3 separate regions of the Sus scrofa genome follow, and all the other regions are linked to region 2. The links are chromatin contacts, called in public Hi-C and promoter capture Hi-C maps. All regions are on one chromosome and are shown on one strand. Each heading gives the region's core, a stretch centred on a gene start, on an enhancer-like site or on the middle of the called end of the contact. The rest is flanking DNA. Distances are from core to core; before and after follow the strand shown.

Evidence for each region. Promoter capture Hi-C pulls out the DNA fragments that hold promoters and counts their contacts. Hi-C and Micro-C count contacts between places; a contact is called where the count stands out from the background.
Region 1: a promoter capture Hi-C map of liver shows a contact between it and region 2, with 4 times the contacts expected there. The contact joins the promoter of PSMA5 here to the promoter of TAF13 in region 2. A contact is called at or near these places in 1 of 5 promoter capture datasets (liver) and 1 of 47 Hi-C or Micro-C datasets (skeletal muscle).
Region 3: a contact with region 2 is called in a Hi-C map of embryonic fibroblasts, with 2.9 times the contacts expected there. The contact joins the promoter of SORT1 here to the promoter of TAF13 in region 2. A contact is called at or near these places in 3 of 5 promoter capture datasets (fetal liver, fetal skeletal muscle and liver), 4 of 47 Hi-C or Micro-C datasets (embryonic fibroblasts, epiblast stem cells, fetal skeletal muscle and 1 more) and 1 of 2 datasets of contacts at active chromatin or transcription factors (skeletal muscle).

What each region holds. Positions count from the first base shown.
Region 1 is chr4:110,694,138-110,696,837 of Sscrofa11.1, reverse strand. PSMA5 (proteasome subunit alpha 5) reads right to left here and starts at 1,409. Exons shown (of 9, transcript NM_001144901.1): 1 at 1,269-1,409. The coding sequence starts at 1,297. LOC102167065 (a long non-coding RNA gene) reads left to right here and starts at 1,499. Exons shown (of 2, transcript XR_303194.3): 1 at 1,499-1,948.
Region 2 is chr4:110,979,524-110,982,223 of Sscrofa11.1, reverse strand. TAF13 (TATA-box binding protein associated factor 13) reads right to left here and starts at 1,408. Exons shown (of 4, transcript NM_001243639.1): 1 at 1,334-1,408; 2 at 271-349. The coding sequence starts at 1,360.
Region 3 is chr4:110,719,730-110,722,429 of Sscrofa11.1, reverse strand. SORT1 (sortilin) reads right to left here and starts at 1,320. Exons shown (of 20, transcript XM_013997288.2): 1 at 905-1,320. The coding sequence starts at 1,216.

The DNA.
Region 1 (2,700 bases), core at 160-2,659, 290 kb after region 2:
CTCTTCAATGCTCTGGAAGCTAAATACTGACTTAAAAAGTCATTTTATAAGACAGTAGGAAAACATCAGTTTTACTTCACATATATCTTCTATGAGTCAGTAAAAAGATTTTTGAAAAGTGGTAGTTTTAAGTGATAACCACCACTCCCACCCCCCCAACCCTGACATATGGAAGTTATCACGCCAGGGATCAAACCCACACCACAGCAGTAGCCAGGGCCACAGTATTAACAACGCTGGGTCCTTAGCTCGCTGAGCCACCAGGGAACTCCATGATAAAACTTTTGATAGATTCAATATATACTTGAAAAGAAATGCAGCTTCTCAAGCCATGTAGTATAAAGAAAACATCTGCTTTTCCTGGCTTTAAAATTCAAAAAAGCTTAATAGCTACCTGAAACTTAACTGACCAAAACAGAAACTGAAAGTTAAAAAGTATGCTGTAGGCATAAGTATGTACAAGTTAATATTACTTAACATTTCTAAGCTCTGAAAGGCTTTTTTAAAATAAATACAACAATCTCATAGTTTTGGTTTCAAAAACTGATTTGGTCTCAACATACACTTAAAGTAACTCGCTACACTGTTCAACCAGTCAGAAAAGCCTAGGGCTAGCTGAATCAGCACGGTGACAAAACTCTTAAGAATCATTCTAAATACCAGTTCCCATAAAATGAGAATCCTGACATCACATCTGGGCAAAGTTGAGACTGTCTTCGCGCTTTTGCAGAAACTACACAACACAGCACGCCCTTCTACACCTCGATCAAAGGAATGGCTGCTCTATTCCCACTACCAAGAAACAGGAAACGAGGTGGTCCTCCTAGAAGGAAAAAGAAGCTGAAACTAACAAACCCATTAAGTGATCTCTAACTGTTTTTCTTCCAGGCAGCACATTTACATTTTAAAAAGGCAGTCCCGCTCAGCACGAAAAGATGGACGGAAGTAGGGTGACTCCTGTTCTTCCCCGGGTTAAAGGTCGGAGTCACGGCCCCTCAAGCCTTCTTTCCCCAAGAACAAAGCGGAGTTTCTCGCTTCCGTGCCGACTCAGGACCCAGCAGTGACTCAGCGGTAGGACATGCGCGGCCCAAAACCGCAAGTTTAGCCTCGAGAATCACAGCGAGAGGCTGGGGAGGCCAAGAGATCCTCAGGCCCCGCCAGACTTGGGTTCCTGGGGAGCCCCCATGACACGGCAGAACCCAAGCCCAGACCGGGCCCTGGGCCCGCCCACCCGTAACCCCGATCCGACGTCCCACAACCACACAGACCTGTCGTACTCAGACCGGGTAAGAAACATGGTAACGGCAGGACAAAGCGACAGCGGCTACGCGGGGATTCTAAGGGCCAACACGAGTCCACCGGCACCCAGATCACCCACACCGCCACACCACTGAGGTCCCGCTCCCAACTGCGCGTGCGCCGGCGACCCCTTAAGCCCGCCCTCCTGCGTCAGCCTCCTATTGGTTGGTCGGAGTTCCCGCCGAGGTGATTGGACTAACGCGCTCCCCCGCCAGGCCTCGGTTGGTCCTGGGCGAGCTGGGCAAAGGTCGCTCTTCCGCTTTAAATCGCGAGTGGTTGCTAGGGGCGCTCGGAGCTGAAGGCAGGTGCTGAGAGTTCGCTTTTTCGAGAATGTGTGACCACGTCCCAAGGTTGGCAACTGGGAGAACTTGTATAGAAAGTTGAGCTGACTGAACCCTTGGCTGGATAGACTCCTCGCCGACTCCCGCAATCCCCGCCAGAGCACATGGGTCCCAGTCTCTCTTCGCCCTCTACCCTCCCGGCGTTTCGCAAGATCCCTGGCTCGTCCCGCTCCGGCGCGGATTTCCTCCAGGGCTCGACGTGAGAGGTGATGGGGTGCGCTACGGTGCATTCGGGCTCGTTTGTTGAGAAAAGTTAGTGAGGTTTAGTCATTAGGAAACCCTTCAAGCTTACGCACCGCACCATCAAGGTAATTTTCCCAGCATTTCCTTCCATTCCTCTCCCCAACCCCTGCCCCCTGTACAGGTTTTCGACTTGGTGACCCAGAACTCTGAATCCTGGCTTCAAATTGTTCACTGCCTTTTTCTATTATTCATGAAGAATTAGCTGGCAATGCCATCTTTTTGTGTGTTTCTTGCTTCCCTTCCCTAAGGGTAGAAAAGCAACTTCATAGCTTCATAGCTATGAACGAATGAGTTATTTGCTCAGGAAAGCCAGTTAGGAAGTCATTTAGTGGGCAGTTTATGACTAAAAGAGAAACGCCAGCGTTCTGTTTCCGGTAATGAGACACCACTAGGCAAGGCCTCAACCTCTCCAGGCCTGTCTCTCTCAAGCGAAGTTCATAACTTGGCCCTAGATTAGGTTTGTAAATGACCAAGGCATTTCAGTGGTAGAGGAAATGTAGAAATAAGACATTTTGGATATTGATATTTATTTTTCCCATCGTTTTATTTGCTACATTCTTGAGTTCACCAGGAATTTCATTTTGTGGTTCCCTAGCCAAAAGAAGTTTGACCCTGATAAAACTGAGGAGACACTCCAAGTGGCAATCCTCAAGGATCTGTTAGATTTCTGAGAAAAGAATTATATCCTTTAGGTTTCTGGTTAGCTCATGTGGCCTTACTATTGAAAAATGTTAGTTAAGTTCACTATGCTTGCTCTTTTGAAGTTCTTTTGAAATTACTGGGGAGTTCCCGTCCTAGCTTAGGGGTTAATGAATCT
Region 2 (2,700 bases), core at 159-2,658:
GGATTTGTTTCCCCTGCACCACGATAGGAACTCCCACATTTCTTTAAAAAAAAAAAAAAAAAAAAGTGTGTCATATACATACATATACATATATAAATACATACACTGGGGTAAGAATCATTACTATGGTTCACAGGTTAAACAAAATTTACAGCTAAGTCTGACAATATTGTCCCTACAAGGAAACACATTCAGAACAGTAAGTCTACTTTGAACAGACATTTCCAAAGGTTTTTATCTATAACGAAATCATTGCCAAATACTACTTACATTCTTTAGAAAAAAGTCTCTTTCTTTTACCCTGTCCACCTTCGGCACCTCCTCCAATTTCTTCACTTTCTTCCTCAAACTAGAAGTTAAAATGTATACATAGAGATGTCAAGCACTGCATTGGACTTTTAAATAATTAACATTTTTTCCCCACCTTCAACAATGATATCATGCCTGAAAGCCTAAAGCAGGCAGCAAAACCCCATGAAACCTTAGAATTTCAGAGGCCTTAAAAACTATCAGTCCAACTTCAGACTCATGCAGGAATGGCTTCTACAATATCCATAATAACCGTAGTGTCTCTCCTGGAAAAGTTCCAATACCATATTTTTGTTGTTGTTGTTGTTTTTTACCGAGCCCAAGGCATGTGGAAGTTCCCTGGTCAGGGATCCAACCCGCGCCACAGCAGCGCCGCAAGCCGCTGCAGTGACAACGCTGGATCTTTAACCTGTTGCCCACAAAGAACTCCCCACACCGTTCTTTTTTTTTAAACCAACTAAGCTGGCCTATTTCTAGACAGTTTTGCTAGTAAAGGAGTTGATACTGAATTAAAGCAAGCAAAACTAAGTTACTAAGCACTGCTAACACAGCCCTAAGAACGTTCCTCAAGGAAGCCTTAATCCCATTTTGTGATGTGAAAACCGAGGCTCAAATAACCTGCTCACAGAGAAAAGAGATTTTGAAATCCATGTTCCCTGACTCTGAGTCCATTATTTTTCCACTATTTTACAATAAGTATATAGTTTTGTTAGCAGTTGAATTGACGGTTCATAATGAGCGCTAACATACTAGCTTTGTCCTCTGATGATTCTCTAGATGTTTCAGAGAGTGTCTGGCAAACATGGACCAAAAGCAAAGGGCAGGCAGGGAGCCACGCTCCCACTCTTCCCGCCCCGCGTACCAAAAAGATGAATCTGAAGGGAAAGGCTAGTATGAAGCAAAGTCTCTGATGCTCTCCTCTGAAAACACTACGGAAAAAAGCTCCAGTTCTAAACTGTGCCTCCGCTATAAGTGCCCGAAAGAGTGCAGAAAAACGTGGGCTGGAACACAAGTGGTCACTCACGGTGGGGTCTTCCTCCTCATCTGCCATCCCACCAGCCAGCCGCCTCCCGGACTCGCCTGCCTACCACCCAGCGGGTTTTATCACTTCCGCTACCTCACTTCCGGTGACGCGCAGAGCCGGGGCGGGGCCTAGTCGCGACCCCGCCTGCGCAGGGGACAGCAGCTCGTCCGACCTAGCGGCCGGACCGAGAGGGCACTTAGTTGAGGATGACGTCTTGTCAAGAAAAAATTAAAAATTAGCAAGGAAAAAGGAAATCTCGGGCAAGGTGGCGTGTATCTCTTGCTTCCGTACGTCGGATTTCTGCTTCCTGATTCGACTGCGAAGCTATGTATCGTTCAGGGCTAGCTAGGGGTTCGTTTAAACATCTTCAGCCCCTCAGAGTTCCACTGTTATTTATTACTAAGGTCTGTATTGGTTACTGAGGATGTACTTTGAAAGCAGTTCTCAAGGGGGTGTTATCATCCCTTAGACTGGGGACTTAACTTTTGTGGGGCGTTTTTGTTTGTTTGTTTGTTTAATCAGAACTTTGGGAAAACCATGGATTTTAGAAGGCTAAATAAAGCTAGGTGTTTAAGCTGTTCTGCAATGCAAGGCCACACAGGGAAAGATTACCCCACAATACTCTATTTCTTTTTTTCTTTCTTTCTTTTTTTTTTTTTTAGAGCCATACTTGAGGCATATGGAAGTTCCCAGGCTAGGAGTTGAATCAGACTAGAACTGCAGGCCTATGCCACAGCCACAGCAAATTGAGATCCAAGCTGCTATGTGACCTACACCCAAGCTCACAGCAACACCAGATGCTTAACCCACAGAGAAGGCCAGGGATGGAACCCTGCATACTCATGGTTACTAGTCAGATTCGTTTTGGCCACAACAGGAACTCCCAAACTACATTATTTCTGAATGTTCTTAACATTCCTGTGAGTGAAAAATCAGTTCATAATTATCTGGGCCAAGAACATAACTGTTAATATATAAACACTGGCATTTTAGTGGCCTAGCAGTTAAGGATCCAGCCTTGTCACTGCTGCCCACCCCACCACAAAAGAAAGAAAATTCAATGTACCTTAAAAACACAGGAAAATGCTTTGTGTTTGCATTTGGGCTTTTTTGTTATTTATTTTTGCTTTTTAGGTTCTCACTCGCAGCATATTGAGGTTCCCAGGCTAGGGGTCCAATTGGAGCTTTAGCTGCTGGCCTACACCACAGCCACAGCAACACAGGATCCGAGCCACATCTGCAACCTACACTACAGCTCACGGCAACGCCAGATCCTTAGCCCACTGACCAAGGCCAGGGGTTGAACCTGTGTCCTCATGGATGCTAGTCAGATTCATTAACTGCTGAGCCACAAAGGGAACTCCCTG
Region 3 (2,700 bases), core at 71-2,570, 260 kb after region 2:
TGTGGGTAGCAATTAAATCGCTAGTTCTAGGAAGAAAAAAAAAAAAAATGAGGAAGACGCCCAAGGTGCAAGGAGCCAGGACATAGCCAACAACTGGCTTTGTCAACCAGTAGTACTATGCAAAGGTTGAGCTGCTTATCCCCAGAGACAGAACTGCCATAATTTTTAAAGTTTTCGACGAGGACCTAACTCAAAGCAGAATATCTGCAACGTGTTAAGTGTTGGAAATCTTGTTACAATGGGATACAGTCCAATGCCATGACAGAAGGTCAAATCGAAGGCGTAAGAGAGATCATATACGTACTATCAACCCCACTGCCAAGCTTGTTCCTTTAGCCGTTAAAACACACAGTAATCTAATAACTGCTCTGGGATTACTGAACACCCGCCTACCCACCCAGAAAGTACTGACCCGGCGAAGACACACCTTTGCTTCTGCGTAGCCCAACTTCTCCAAGCACTTAAGAGGTAATTACTCCTCCAGCTTCCTGGTGGGGTATAGCGTTACTGGATCCTAATTATTTATACAGACGGAAAACAACGACGCTCGAGAGATTTTGACAATTAAACAGAAAAATAAAAGTAAAAAAAAAATTAAAAAAAAAAAGAATCCCGTGAAAGTCAAAGCCTGCCTCCCCTGTGACGAAACATGCTCGGCCGCGGCATCTGAGGGCAGCTCCCCGGGCCCAACTCGGCCCGCCCGCCGGCCAGCCGCAGTTTCGGGGCTGCGGCCGGGGGAGCGCGGGCCAGCGGGGCTGGCGAGCAGCCGGGGTCTCCTCCGCGGGGACGCGAGGCGCACGGACAAGACAGAGGGCCGGGCTGCGCTGGCGGGGCGGGCGGCCGCCAGGGGCCCGGGGGCAGCACCTCACAGTCCGGGCGGTGCCCCGGCCCGGCGCCCGCTCACCTGGTGTGTGTTGTTGGCCAGCCTGGCGACGAAGTCCCGGACCCCGCCGCAGTCCTCGTCCTCATCGAGCGCGCTGCGGCGCCAACGGCCGCCGCGGGGAACCGGGCCCCCAGGCGCGGCCGCGCGCAGCCCCCAGCTCACCCCGACGGGGCCGGACCAGCGCGACAGCGGCGCAGCGGGCGGCGGCGGCGCGTCCAGCCGGTCCTGGCCGAGGCTTGCCGGCGGCAGCAGCTGGAGGAGGAGGAGGAGAAGGAGGCCGAGGCCGTGGGGCCAGCGCGAGAGGCCCTGCGCAGCTCCCCGGGGCCGCTCCATCGCCGCCGAATGCCGACGCCGTCGACACCTGCCGCCCGGCGCGCCCGCCCACCCCCGCCGGCGCCGCCCACCTTCCCCCCCCTTGCTGGAGCCGGCGCTCCCTGGATACGCCAAGCCAGACCTCTCCGCCCATAGGCTGGCCGCCTGTCTTTCTTCCCCGGTCCACTGCTGATTGGCTCGCGGCGCCTCCTGCTTAGGGGGTCCTGGATTCGGATGCCAAGATGCGGGGCTGATTGGCTGGAACGTGGCAGAGACCGCTGAGGTCATCCCCCCATCGCCCGGCGTCTCCCAGGCCGGGCTTCCAGAGTTAGCATGGGGAGCTTCCCTCCTTCTCGAGAAGCCCCCAACTCCGTGGGGCCCCGACCCCTAGCTCCTCCCTCTGGCACCCTCAAGTTGGGGCTGAATTGGTCCCTTCTTCCCCAGAGACACCCTTAAAATTCCTTGGGTTGCTGCAGCGCCTGGAAAATCTCCTCAGGGAATCCCTGAGCTCGCTTAGCTGGAAATGGGGGCTCTGTCATTAACCGGTGCGTCTGGCTTTTAACCCTTGCAGGGTTGGAGTGCCCCATTTGTCTACAGTGAGTGAGAGCTGTGTGGGCTAAATCTCGCGGAGGCAGATAGACATTAGGACATCCGTGACTCATGCGAGCCCGAAGAAAATTCTCTCCTCACTCATCTTCCTCTTCTGCAGGGAGTTAACCAAAGGAGGAACTGCCTATTGGTTTTCCTGGAGTTAGAAAGTAGCTTAGACATAAGGGACAGGTAAAAGGGGGACAGAATTGCCCAGTGCCTAATTGAGAGATGATCATTGTATAGATGCGTATCTGTCTTTACCAAAGTGTTTTAACCCTGCAGTGAGTGCATTGCACAAGTTTGGTGTTCGGTATATGATGTCCCTTAAATTAGCATCCTGTCTCCAGTAAATAAAACAAAACCCCTACACTGTTCCGTTTATCGCAGGAAGGAGAGGCACATTATTCTGGAACACACAGTGGAAGTAAAACCAGTTTTAGATATCCTCCTTATTGACTCTTTGGAATGCTAGAAGTTGCTCAGTAGAAAAGGTAATAAGTAGGAAGATATGAAGTATACAAAATGTTACACCTAAATAAAGCAGCTAACAACTACTTTTAATTATAAACTGGAGGTAAATCCAAATGAGAATATATTCATTGTAGAGCAAAATGAATGGTGCAGGGCACCCAACCCAAGGCTTACATTAAAATCCTTCTGGTTGTGTTAATTTGCAACGACTTACATTTTTTACATTTATAAATTTACATTTTGTCAGAACAACCATAGCGAGAGGTGACAAGTTAAAGGTATTTTTAAATGGCATCTGAGCAGGATGGTAAAAATTGCTAGAATAGTCTTCCAAGTTCTCAGCTACTGAACTGACAAAGCTCCATGAAAACTGGGGAACAATTTGTTCCTTTCCATTAACTACAATGTGTCAGATAATTTTTTAATACAGCACTATTTTTTAA